Regions from separate parts of the Mus musculus genome. Here all the other regions are linked to region 3. Evidence: chromatin contacts called from public Micro-C and promoter capture Hi-C data. All regions are on one chromosome and are shown on one strand. Each heading gives the region's core, a stretch centred on a gene start, on an enhancer-like site or on the middle of the called end of the contact. The rest is flanking DNA. Distances are from core to core; before and after follow the strand shown.

Evidence for each region. Promoter capture Hi-C pulls out the DNA fragments that hold promoters and counts their contacts. Hi-C and Micro-C count contacts between places; a contact is called where the count stands out from the background.
Region 1: a promoter capture Hi-C map of embryonic stem cells shows a contact between it and region 3, with 4 times the contacts expected there. The contact joins the promoter of Atl1 here to the promoter of Trim9 in region 3. A contact is called at or near these places in 9 of 39 promoter capture datasets (the 3T3-L1 cell line, the HPC-7 cell line, cranial neural crest and 5 more) and 1 of 484 Hi-C or Micro-C datasets (embryonic stem cells).
Region 2: a contact with region 3 is called in a promoter capture Hi-C map of embryonic stem cells, with 2.9 times the contacts expected there. The contact joins the promoter of Sav1 here to the promoter of Trim9 in region 3. A contact is called at or near these places in 6 of 39 promoter capture datasets (cranial neural crest, embryonic stem cells and stem cell-derived epiblast-like cells), 1 of 484 Hi-C or Micro-C datasets (embryonic stem cells) and 1 of 115 datasets of contacts at active chromatin or transcription factors (embryonic stem cells).
Region 4: a contact with region 3 is called in a Micro-C map of embryonic stem cells, with 1.8 times the contacts expected there. The contact joins the enhancer-like site here to the promoter of Trim9 in region 3. A contact is called at or near these places in 5 of 39 promoter capture datasets (cranial neural crest, embryonic stem cells, hippocampal neurons and 2 more) and 1 of 484 Hi-C or Micro-C datasets (embryonic stem cells).

What each region holds. Positions count from the first base shown.
Region 1 is chr12:69,891,664-69,894,363 of GRCm38.p6, forward strand. Atl1 (atlastin GTPase 1) reads left to right here and starts at 1,442. Exons shown (of 15, transcript NM_178628.5): 1 at 1,442-1,681. It overlaps Map4k5 (mitogen-activated protein kinase kinase kinase kinase 5), which reads right to left and starts at 1,500. Exons shown (of 32, transcript NM_201519.2): 1 at 990-1,500. The coding sequence starts at 1,097.
Region 2 is chr12:69,985,462-69,988,364 of GRCm38.p6, forward strand. It overlaps Sav1 (salvador family WW domain containing 1), which reads right to left and starts at 1,541. Exons shown (of 5, transcript NM_022028.2): 1 at 1,213-1,541. The coding sequence starts at 1,306.
Region 3 is chr12:70,346,353-70,349,052 of GRCm38.p6, forward strand. Trim9 (tripartite motif-containing 9) reads right to left here and starts at 1,262. Exons shown (of 14, transcript NM_001286388.1): 1 at 1-1,262. The coding sequence starts at 816.
Region 4 is chr12:69,936,462-69,939,204 of GRCm38.p6, forward strand. It overlaps Atl1 (atlastin GTPase 1), which reads left to right. Exons shown (of 15, transcript NM_178628.5): 7 at 614-670. Among named protein-coding and RNA genes, the nearest start is that of Gm52003, 35 kb to the right of the region's middle. Within about 2 kb of position 1,475, at least 8 of the 459 cell types and tissues checked have an H3K27ac peak or open chromatin away from gene starts, as enhancers often do. A contact at or near this core is called in embryonic stem cells, where this site is marked.

The DNA.
Region 1 (2,700 bases), core at 192-2,691, 450 kb before region 3:
ATAAGCTTTTTCTTAATCCCCATAAGGAACTGCACTAACTCTGCCCCTTTGGGACAAAGAACAAAAGCCATGAGGGAATATTGGACAGTGTTTTCCTCTGAACCCTTCAAAAACTTAGCAGACTTAAGAAATCGGTTTGCTTTGCTATGGCATGTTTTTTGTTGTTGTGTAACGGCAGATTACAAATTTATTATTATTTGTCTTAATATAAGAGACCAGTAAAAAGGGTAGCAGTAATTATCCACTCATGATTATGGAATGCTATAAATCCCATAGAGAGGAATTAGTTTAGTAGGAAAACCCCATAAGTTATATTCATTATTATCAACCAGATACAAAATGCCTAAACTTCTGCCAGGTGACAAAGGTCTTCCTCTAAATATGTTTAAATTTCATTACACTTTGTTTATTTCCTGGGAGTGTGTGAGTGTGTATGTGTGGGGGATCCGTGCTTCCACCAAGAGAATCCGGGGACCGTTCTGGGGTCCTAAGTAAGGTTTGGCTCTAAGGGCCTTTAACACCCTGAGCCACCTCACCGGTCCCCAAAGACATCTTCCTACAGGCTGTCATGTTTACACACAAATCCTTTTACTCCAGAACCAGATTACTTACAGTTGACAATTTAGAGTCCGGTTCCACAGAGATTTTTTTCAAGGCAAGTTCACCCAAACCAGTACAGGACGCAAAGGTCTAGATTTACAATACTCTTTCCTATCTACCGCCTTCCGCGAAGCATTTTCCCCCCACATCAACACCAAACCATCCTCCGGAATAACTTCAATACCATAAATACGCCTTAAAACCACAAAAAAAGCTCAGCCGTGGTCTGGAAGGTGCGGTTAAGTCTGCCGGTCGCTAGCCTTAGAACCGATGGGGAACCCAGGGTGCTCGGAACGGTGCGGCGGGCTCCGGGCCGCTTCCTGGCCGGACGCTGTGGTCCGGCGCATCCCGGGGGTGCCCCACGTTCGCAGGCCGGGCCGGGGCCTCACCTTGTACACGTCCCCGTAGGTGCCGCTGCCGACCCTCTGCACCAGCTCGTAGTCGTGCTGCGGGTTCCGTCTCAGGATGTCGGCGGCAGGCCTCAGCGGGGCCTCCATCTTCGCTGCGCCCAGTCCGGGGCTCTGCCCGCCGCAGCCGTCTCCCGCTAACGAGGGCGCGCGGCGCTTCCCAACATGGAGCCTCGGCTCGCAGCTGCGCCTGCACCGGCGAGAGCGAGCGCGGGGGGCGTCACGGGGCGCAACCCCGGCAGCCTCCGGGCCTCGTCGGTCCCGCCAGGCCCCGCGCCGGCCGTACCCGAGAGGCCGTCCGTTCTTGGCCGAGCGCCGGCGTCGGAGACCCGCGTCTTCTCCGAGACGGCCGTGCGCACAGTCGCCGCCGCACCACGTTCCCCACCCGCGGCTGCGTCACCGGGAGACACGTTCGCGGCCGGCGCGGATCGAGCCTGGCCCGCCCGAGAACGCAGGCCGCGGGCCCAGACTGCCGCCCTGAGGCCCGCCGAGTGCACAACACCCTGGACGCCGCCGCGCCCCGCCTCCCAGCTGCTTGCGGGGCGCCGGAGGCGTTCGTGCGGCGTCTGACCCGCCCAGCCTCGGCCAGGATTCGCCCAGTGGCCGGCGGACTAGAGGAGGAGGGTCTGTCCGCAGGCCTCCGGAGCGCTGCCTTCTGCTTCCTTTCGGTACAGGTAAACTGAGGCCGCCCGGGCAGGAGGTGGGGGAGTGCCGGGTTAACTAAATGCCGGCACACCCGACTGCACCGTCCTGTTCCACACACTGTTCCCGGTGGTACCAGTTCCGAGGCTGGACCGCACACCTGCAGAACCTGTCTTCCACCAGGGTTTCCCAGAGCCATTTTTGAAAACCCCAATTCCTTTCGAAGTTTCTGTGGTCTCTGGGCATCACCGCAATATTGCAAGTGTTAATGGGAGGAGTTTTAGAGATGCTAAAGCAAAGCTAGGGACCTTTGTCTGATTCTGCTTCCAAAGTAGGTGATCTGGGACAAGGCATACGTGGCAACATCCCAGTGTCCTTATCTGTAGCTGGAAGAGGATAGGTTTTGCATTTGACACCCGAGAAATGTTTGTAAACCATTTTTACAGCATTGTAAAGAGGAGTGTAAAATGTAAGAGGCTTTAAAATGTAAGAGGCCTAACTAACAATGCCCAAAATATTGGGCAGGAGTTATGAGAAGTGATTTGGTTAATGTTTCAATCTCTTTTGTAATTTGAGTTCCAGTCTTGTTCTTAAGGTAGAAATGAAGTTGCCAATTTTATGTATACTGGTAAAGTTACTTCTAGAGTCTTACAGAGATTTTCAGTTGGAAAACCAGATAAGGACTGGAAAGATGGCCCAATTGTTAGCAGCACCGGCTGCAGCTCAGAGGTTGATTCCCAGCACCTGCGTGGCGGCCCACTCCTCATTAACTCCAACTTGGGATCCAGAGTGGGCTGGGAGGGAGGGCCAACGCCCTCTTCTGGCCTGTGTAGGCACCACATATGCATATGGTGCACAGCTGTACATGCAGGCAAAACACAAAATTAAATAAAAATGTAAGAAAATTGAAAAAACTAGAAAAAAAAACGACAACAGAACAAATTTCAGATGACACGTGACTCCAGACACACTCTAATTCTGTTTTGAGAAATAACTTCTTATAGCTAATAAATGAAGAAATTAAATTAACACCTTAACGGAACAGAGACTG
Region 2 (2,903 bases), core at 291-2,790, 360 kb before region 3:
GACACAAATTCTGTATGGAGTCACTCACTAAAAGACTCAACAAGTGGCATGACTTCAAATGATGCTTAATAAACTTTATTTGCAGCAAAAAGCAAGCTATCACCTAAAAAAAACAGAAAAACAAGCTCTTAAAAATGGTTTCAGTTACTGACACATCCACCCCACCAACTGTGTTGTCTAGCACTCCAACTACTAACAGAACCTGTAAGGCTGGACACATGGTCACAATGGAAAAATATGCTCTCCACCCCTTTCTGCGGGATCTTGGGCAAATACTAGGAACCCCTGTGAGCAGCTTTCCCAATTACAATATGAGGTAATGCTTAATTTAAGTCACACGGTTACTTCCAGTTTCCAAGAAGGAAACTTACACAAGGGGTCCAGCTCCTAGAATGAGAACCAAAGGATTAGCTCTCTGACTACCCAAGAATTTTAAAAAAGGAGAATCAAGGCGTTCAAGTTAAAAACTCAAATATTTTAAACGGAGAAGAAAAGCTACGTACGGGAGGGGACGGAACATATGTCGGAAAGAGGAATAAAGTTAGGAACTTGCCTGGTATGGCTGAAATTATTCTGAATACTTTGCTTTTTTTAATTTTAGGAGCAAAGCCTAATCCAAATACGTTAATGGCTTGTCTACTCTGGGAAATGAAAAGACTCTGGGTAGTGGCTACAAGTATCAGGTTCTTTGCCTCACAAGTCTGTGTCCCGCTGAAGGACTAAGGAATCCAGTCTCTCTCTCGTGTGTGTGTGTGTGTGTGTGTGTGTGTGTGTGTGTGTGTGTGTGTGTGTGTGTGTGTGTGTGTGTGTGTGTTACTTAGGGCGCTGGTAGTGGCTACAAGTATCAAGTCTCTCGTGTGTGTGTGTGTGTGTGTGTGTGTGTGTGTGTGTGTGTGTGTGTGTTACTTAGGACGCTGGTAGTGGCTACAAGTATCAAGTATCAGGTTCTTTGCCTCACAAGTTTGTGTCCCGCTGCAGGACTAAGGAAGGAATCCACTCTCGCGTGTGTGTGTGCGTGTGCGAGTGCGTGAGCCGACGAGTGGCGCTGCGATGGTCGCAAACGCGGGGCCCGGACGTACCCAGCAGAGAGGTGCCCGGGTCGAAGCACTTTTTCCCCAACACCACGGACAGCCATGCATTTCCCAGAGTCGGTCTTCCAGCACCACCCGAGGCTGCGCCGGGTCCCCACCCGCCACCGCCCACGACACTCACTCCGCAGCAGGGGCGACGTCTCCTTCTTCACGTACTTGCCCTGCACCTCGGCCGGCTTAGACACCTCGTTTTTGGTTTTCTTGCGGGACAGCATCCTCGCGGACGACTCCCGCCGCCGCCCCAGCAGCCTCGCTAGGGCCGCGAGCCTGCCGCCCGCCGCCGCCTCCCGGGCCGCCGCCGCCGCCTTCGCCTCGGGTCTCCGCCGCCCGCGCCCGCCCGCAGGCTCCGCCGCATGTTGGCCGCGCTAAGCGCGCCCGCCGCCGCTCAGTCGCAGGGCAGCTCCTCCCGGGAAGTCAGCCGGCTCAACGACGCCGCCCGAGGCCGCCTTGGGACAGGGCCGCGGCCGCCCACCAGGGCCATGGTCCGCCGCCCGGAGCCGCTACCGCTGCGGCCACCGCCTACGTCCGGTAAACTTTCCCCGCGCCGCTGGGAATGCTGGGAAAGCCGACGCGCACGGGCCGCCCCTCCCCCGCCGGGCGCGGACGCGGCTGCGTGCGGCGACTCGCGACGGGCGGGCGGCTAACGGGCCGGGTGTGGCGACCATCGCGGCCCTCAGTGCGGCTGCGCGGGCCGGCTCCCGCCGCTGGGGAGCTGGAGTCCGGGCGGTCCGGAGCCCGCTGGGCGGCGAGCGGCTCTCGCCTTGGACTTGCCTACCGCCCTGCTTCCCGCAACCGCAGCCGCGTGTCCTGGTTGCTGAGGGAAGGCAGCCCTCGGGTGTGCTGGGACCGCGAGGGCTACACCTAGTAACACAGATGACTCTTCTGGTGACAGCGTGACTACTGTAAAAACTGAGTCTCCGTTTCTTCTGTCCTCTTATTATCTCCCCCAACCCTTGGTAGCCCACCCCCTTTTGTGCCCCCCATCCCCATCCGCGCTTTCGGATTAAAAAAGAAGATGGAGTTTCTACAGCTCCTAAGATAAATTTGACGTTAGTGTATTTATTTCATCATTTTAATATGTATTCTTAATAACCACATGCCTTCTCTTGCAGTTAAGTCTTAGAATTTTGAAGCCTTTGAGCACCAGAGTTCAGAACTGGGAGTTTTCTATCTAATATATCAGATTCTACTTTGTTCTCTTTAACTCGCTCAGGTACACAGAATAACTTGGAGAATAAGATTGGGACTCACTCCTCTTGATCAAAGTAAGGCTTTCATAATGAAGAGAATGTGCTTAAAACACAGAAGCAAAACACCAACCTCAGAACAAGACACCAAACTGCTCTTTTTTTTAGCCATGCACAAAGACATTTAATCAGTTGTCTGTCTCCTGTGTTTTTATGAAATGTTTCCTTGTTAAAGGTCCCTATAATCCTATAACAAATATTTTATTGAGCACCCAGCATCCAAGGTGCTGTTTTAGGTGTCTGGGATATAACAACAAAGGTCCTGCGGTTATGGGGAAGAGAGATCACAAAAAATAAAACTAGTAAGCCATAGTATGTAACAGAGTGAGCGCTGAAGGAAGCATAAACAAGAGAGATCCCACAGCTTGGAAAGGGGGTCGGATAATGAAGCCAGTGAGAAGGCAATGCTGGAATTAGCTTGCTATGGTGCTATCTGGAGTGAGGCCTCAGAAGAGCAAATGCAAGTCACTGCAAGTGGTCGTGTTTCTGGCTCATTGTAGGAATAGGAAGAGGGTCACGTAGCTGGAACTGGAACAGAGAAGAGTAGAGGGAAATGAAGTTCCTT
Region 3 (2,700 bases), core at 12-2,511:
CAATTTCCACATAGCCCCCAAAGCCTTGACTTCGTGGCTGGAGTGTTTGCCCTCCTCTAGGCACTGGTAGCACACGGGCATCTTGCATTGCACGCAGTACATGCTGTGGTTCTCCAGCTCGTGGTCTGTGCAGGTGGAGACCTTGCGCGGGCTCAGCCGCCGGCTGACGCGGCCCTGGGCCGGGGGCACCAGACGGTGTTTGGCTAGGGGACCCCGGGGCGGGTGGCAGCGCAGACGGCAAGGGTCGCAGTAGAAGACATCGCACTGTTCACACATGACCGTGGCTTCCTTGGGCGCCTTCTCGCAGAGCTGGCACTTGAGGGCCGCGGCTTTGCTCTGTTGGTAGCGGTCGATGACCCCTTCCAGGACGCGGTTCTTGGGGAAACCGCGGAGCCCCCGGTCATCCAGAATGAGGCTGCGGTGGCACTGGGGGCAGGTGATGCAGGAATTGCGGGGCACAGGGGCCAAAGCCGGTGACAGGTGGGTGGGCGGTGGCGGCATAGCAGGGGGGAAAACGCGGACGCCGTTGGGCGACTTCTGGCACGGGGTAGTGGGGGCGCTGGCGAAACCTCCGTAGGAGCCATAGCCGCTGTCCGCCTCGCTGTACAGGCTCATCTTGTCCAGGTCCAGATAATCATAGTCAGAAACCCCAGAGCCCGAGGCCCGGCGGCTCTGGGGGGACTCGGACTCCGGGGTCTGCACCAGGATGTTGCGGGCGCACGCCTGACATAAATTGTGAGAGCAGGGCAAGATGATGGGCTCCCGATAGAAGGAGCCACACACAGGGCATTTTAACTCTTCTTCCATCTCTTCCATGGGGACCTGGCTGGAAGCGAGGCAGCAGCGGCTGCGGCGGAGGGGGCCTGACCTGGCGAAGCAGCCGATGGGCCTGTGGTGGCCAGCACCTTGGCCAGCGGCGGCGGTGGTGGCGCCTTCCCCGGTCGCCTAGGCGCCGACTCCCCAGGATGCGCTCTCTCTGTGAGCCACCGAGCCTCCGCGCTGCGCGCCAGCCCGGGTCCGCCCCCTTCCCACTGCTAGCCCCGCCCCGCCAGGGAGCGGAGGCTCATCGGACGGTGGCCGTGAGAGCTGCTTTCTTATTGGCCTCCCGCCTTGTCCGTCTCCTCTCCTCTGCAGGTCGCTGAGGGCTCTATGAGTCGGAGCTGGAGCCCCGGCATCGCCTGCTGGCTGCTGCGGGATTTTAGGAGGGGGCTGGCGCAAGCCGAGAAGAAGTGGGGCGGGATGATTCATCCTTTCCTACCCCCCTCCACGCTTCCTTCTGAGCTCGGGTGCAGTCACCCCGGAGCAGGGGGCGTGAGAACCCCTCCCGGTCGCGAGTGGGCTGCTGCTGCCTGTCGCCAGCGCTTGGCGCTTGCCTTCCAGCTTTGGTCTGCATGCCGACCCACCCCTTCTCCTTCCGCTGCTGGCGTAGAGCCAGCACCTCCCCCGAGCCTTCCTGGAGCCTTTTGGGCTTTTCTCCAACCCTCAGAAGCAGCTGGAGCGCCCGCATCTCTGGTGTTTAGGGAAGATGGTGGTGTGCCATGGCTGCAGTGTCCCCTTTCTGCATCCCTGGTAGCTTTTTCCCTACCCGAGGCAAAGGCTCAGCATTCCCCCAAAAGCTGTGCCACCATCGCTACATGCTTTAAATGTGCGGAGGCCCTACGCCTTGGAGCAAAGGTACCTCTCACCCTCCCCAACCTCCCGAAGCTCCATCCCCCAGTTTTCGAGAGGCCCCAGGAAGGTTAGTTGAGTTGAGTCAGGCAGTGTTTGTGTATTTCTGAGTGTTTATCGGTTGTTAACTAGCTATGTGAACGAATCGCTATGGTACTGAAGATTCCAAACAATATTATCCAATGTCACATGCCCTTAGCATCTACCATAAATTCCAGAAGAGGGGTGGGATATTATTTCTGCTTCTGTAAGATAACGAGGGATCCAGTGATAGCCCTTATATTCTAACCGATTTCTCTTTCCCCCAAACGGTGCTAGAGATAATAAGTCCTGCCTCTTGCCTGTATAACCCTTGAAATGATGACAATGATAGAATCTTTGAATAAAGATATCAGCCTGCTACTCAATGGGGGAGAATCTTTGAATCTAGTGACATTCCAAGGAAGTAATTTATCTTGGGAGCATACATAGTTAATTTTCCGAGTGATTCATGAAGCAAGTGACAAAAATGGTTTTCAAGTTCGTGGGATCTTCCAAATTTTCAATTTCCAGAAGATAACAATTATTCATAGCTTACTTTATAATTTAAAAGCACTTTTTTTTTTCCCAGAGAAAAGAAGTACTTTCTATAATCTTGATTTTGGAGAAATAGTACAAATAAATTGAATTATCTTGCAAATATATTTTTTAGCACAATGATTACAGTAGTTGATCATTGGTTGTGTGGGAGGAAAATTCACATTGTTATTTAAAACTATGTTAGTCACAGATCCTACAGGGTTTATTCCTAACCCACATTTTAATTAGTTGAGACCGGAGCTGCTAATGTTATATGCAGTCTGTTTATAGGCAAAGTGTTTCTTAAGATTTGATTGGGGCATCATCTATATTAGTGCAGGATATATAGACTATTAGTCCAAAGACACTTTGCTCATGTTAAGTAGTTAATTCTTAAGAAGAAAGGGGCATCCATGCCCGTGTATGTTACAATCCTTTCGTGTATTTTGTATTCACCTGCGCAAGTCAGAGAAA
Region 4 (2,743 bases), core at 225-2,724, 410 kb before region 3:
CACCTCCGAAAAGTTTGCATTTGTCCAAAAACAACAACAACAACAACAAAAACCTCTCCTCATGCTTCCTGTTGTTAACTGTAAGCAATTTAAAAAGAAGAAGAAGAAGAAGAAGAAGAAGAAAGTTCATTCAATTTCCAACTTTTAAAACCAAATGCCTAATTTTGTAACCCAGGTTGTTGTACCTTTAAATTTCCTTGGGCTACATATGTTATGTATTATGGCCCTTTAAGCCAAGGTAAGTCCTGCATGTGAGAAGTCTCTTCACATGTGCTTCCTTTGTACATTTGTTTTATCCAACACATGAGTTTTAGGGCTGGGGTCTACCTTTGGAGCAAGTGCTCAGAACATCATGTGCACACATGACGCACACATGGAGAAGAAAGAGAAACAGGCTTAAAGTGGGAGTTTCTTTGTACTGTGTTTGTAATTTTTAGATATGTAATTACTATAGCCCTGCTTTATATAACGAATGTGTTTTTATTATTTAATCTTAATACTGTAGCATGCTGTTACAGCTGGGGATGAATAGAAGAAATCCAACAAGTAAACGAATCTCCTCTCTCTCTCTCTCCTCTCCCTTCCCATCCCCTCTCTTGGATTCTCCTCCCAGCTTTTCACTGAGTATGGCAGGTTGGCAATGGAAGAAACATTCCTGAAGCCTTTTCAGGTGGGTAAAAGTTGAAGGATGGAAAATTCTTCCTGGATTTTTATGGAATCCATAGCTATGATTTTAATCAGGGTCATGGTTGTTTCCCTTGATTTACTTCATTTAAGAAGCAATCGTAGGCTGTGGTGACACTTGTCTTTGATCCCAGCACTAGGAAGACAGGATGTCTGTGGGTTCAAGGCAGGAAGATTGCTATGAATATGAAACAGATGGATGTCTCTGAGTTCAGGGCCAGCCTGATGTACACTGGACATTATCAAGGCCAGCCAGAGTTACATGGTGAGGAAGAGACCCTGTCTCAGAAGAAGAAAAGGAAGAGTTTTAAATTCCTATTCCATGCTATTTGGTATGAAGATGAGATAGATGTTGGGAAGTAAAAATGTGTCTTAGATATCTGACTCATGTGAGATATCAGCTTTTCCTTGAATTTAGTTGACTGACACCAGAGCAGATATTGGGGAAGAGGCTTTTCAAGTTCCTTTCTTAACATTAACCTCCCTGTCTGAGTGTACGAGCAACCAGCCAGGCTGCTGCTGGTGGAGCCACTGTGTTAGGGGTCTAAGAGTCACTTGTGTTCATCCCTTCAGCTATCAGACCTTTGCAATACCAGATCCCAAAGAATTAAAAAACTCCCGCGCTGGAGGAAGGAAAAGATTGCAGGCCTGCCAGCCAGAGGAGGAACTATCTAACAGGCACCACTGTGCTTTTCCAGTACTGCTTAACTGTGCACAGTTCTTACCTTGTAGTTAAACCTAAACCTCTCAGTACTCCACAATAGGCTTGGGGCGGGGTCACTGGACCCTTTTGTTTGTTCCCCTTTCCGGTGTAGCCACGCTGAATAAGTCCCCTTTCTCATTGTTTTGTCTCTTACTGACATATTGAGAGAATGGAAGCTGGCCAGACTTGCCCTAAAAACTCCAGTAACACTGGGATCAGTGGCTAACATCAAGGTAACATCTGAGCTTGGCTTAAGCTCTGTCAGTTACTGCTGCAGTCCTTCAAGTCCTGCCCTTTACAAGGACAAGAGTTAGAATTGAGTTGGATACCCTTCAGACAGTGCCTGGAGGAAGAAGCAGTTTCCATACCATCTAAAAGCTAACTCCTTCAGCTTAAGCTTCTCAAAGGAAGCCATAGCTAGGCTCCAGATAGGTATAACATCCAAGGTGGGTCCAAGAGGAATGTGAGCCACAGGGTAACCAGTGACTGACAAGGGCCCACAAAGTGAGAAGCTCTTGAGGCAAACACTACTCTGATACAAGCTCTCCATTCTCTGTGGCCAAGTGACAAACGAAGACGACTGTCACAGTTGTGAGGGTGGGGATCTGGGATGGCTTCAGAGTGTACATGTGACTTGGAGGTCTCCTATCAGACTGCATTCAAGACGTCCAGGAGCTGTCTCCTGGAAGAGCTTAGTGGAGGATTCTTTAGGACAGGTCTCAATTTGTCCCTGAAGTCCAGGCAAGGGTAGAGGAGGTGTGGAGAGAGAACAAAACCAAGCCTGCTTTAAAAATCTTCAGTGTGGGTTAGAATATTTTCTGTGCTCTTGTGTTTCTTTTTGGTCCATCTGTCAGGTGGCTTTGAAGTGTTGCATGGCAGCTGGAATATTTCTTTGACTTTTCTACTCTCAGGACTGATGCTTAGATTGTAAATTCCAGAAACAGACCTCAAGTCACTGTTCCTAACACAGGACCAGATAAACCAATAGGAACACACACACACACACACACACACACACACACACACACACACACACACACACGGCTCGGGGGAGGGAACAGACAGACAGACAGACAGGTATTATGTCTTTGGTTAAGAAAAATGCCAGTGTCCTAAAAACAAATCTTTTGCGAATCCTGCTTATTGGTGAAGCATGTAGAGGTTATGAAGTTTCAGTAAGAAGAAAGTTTGGGGGCTGGTGAAACGGCTCAGTCATCTAAGTGCTTGTTCTGAGTTGTGTTTCCTACAGCCAGCCCTGGGCGCCTGGAGACAGGCCACTTCTGGCAGCGTGAGAACCACACCATGTCAACTGTTTACTTGGACAGTTCTGGGCCAGTACAAGATCCTGTCTCAAAA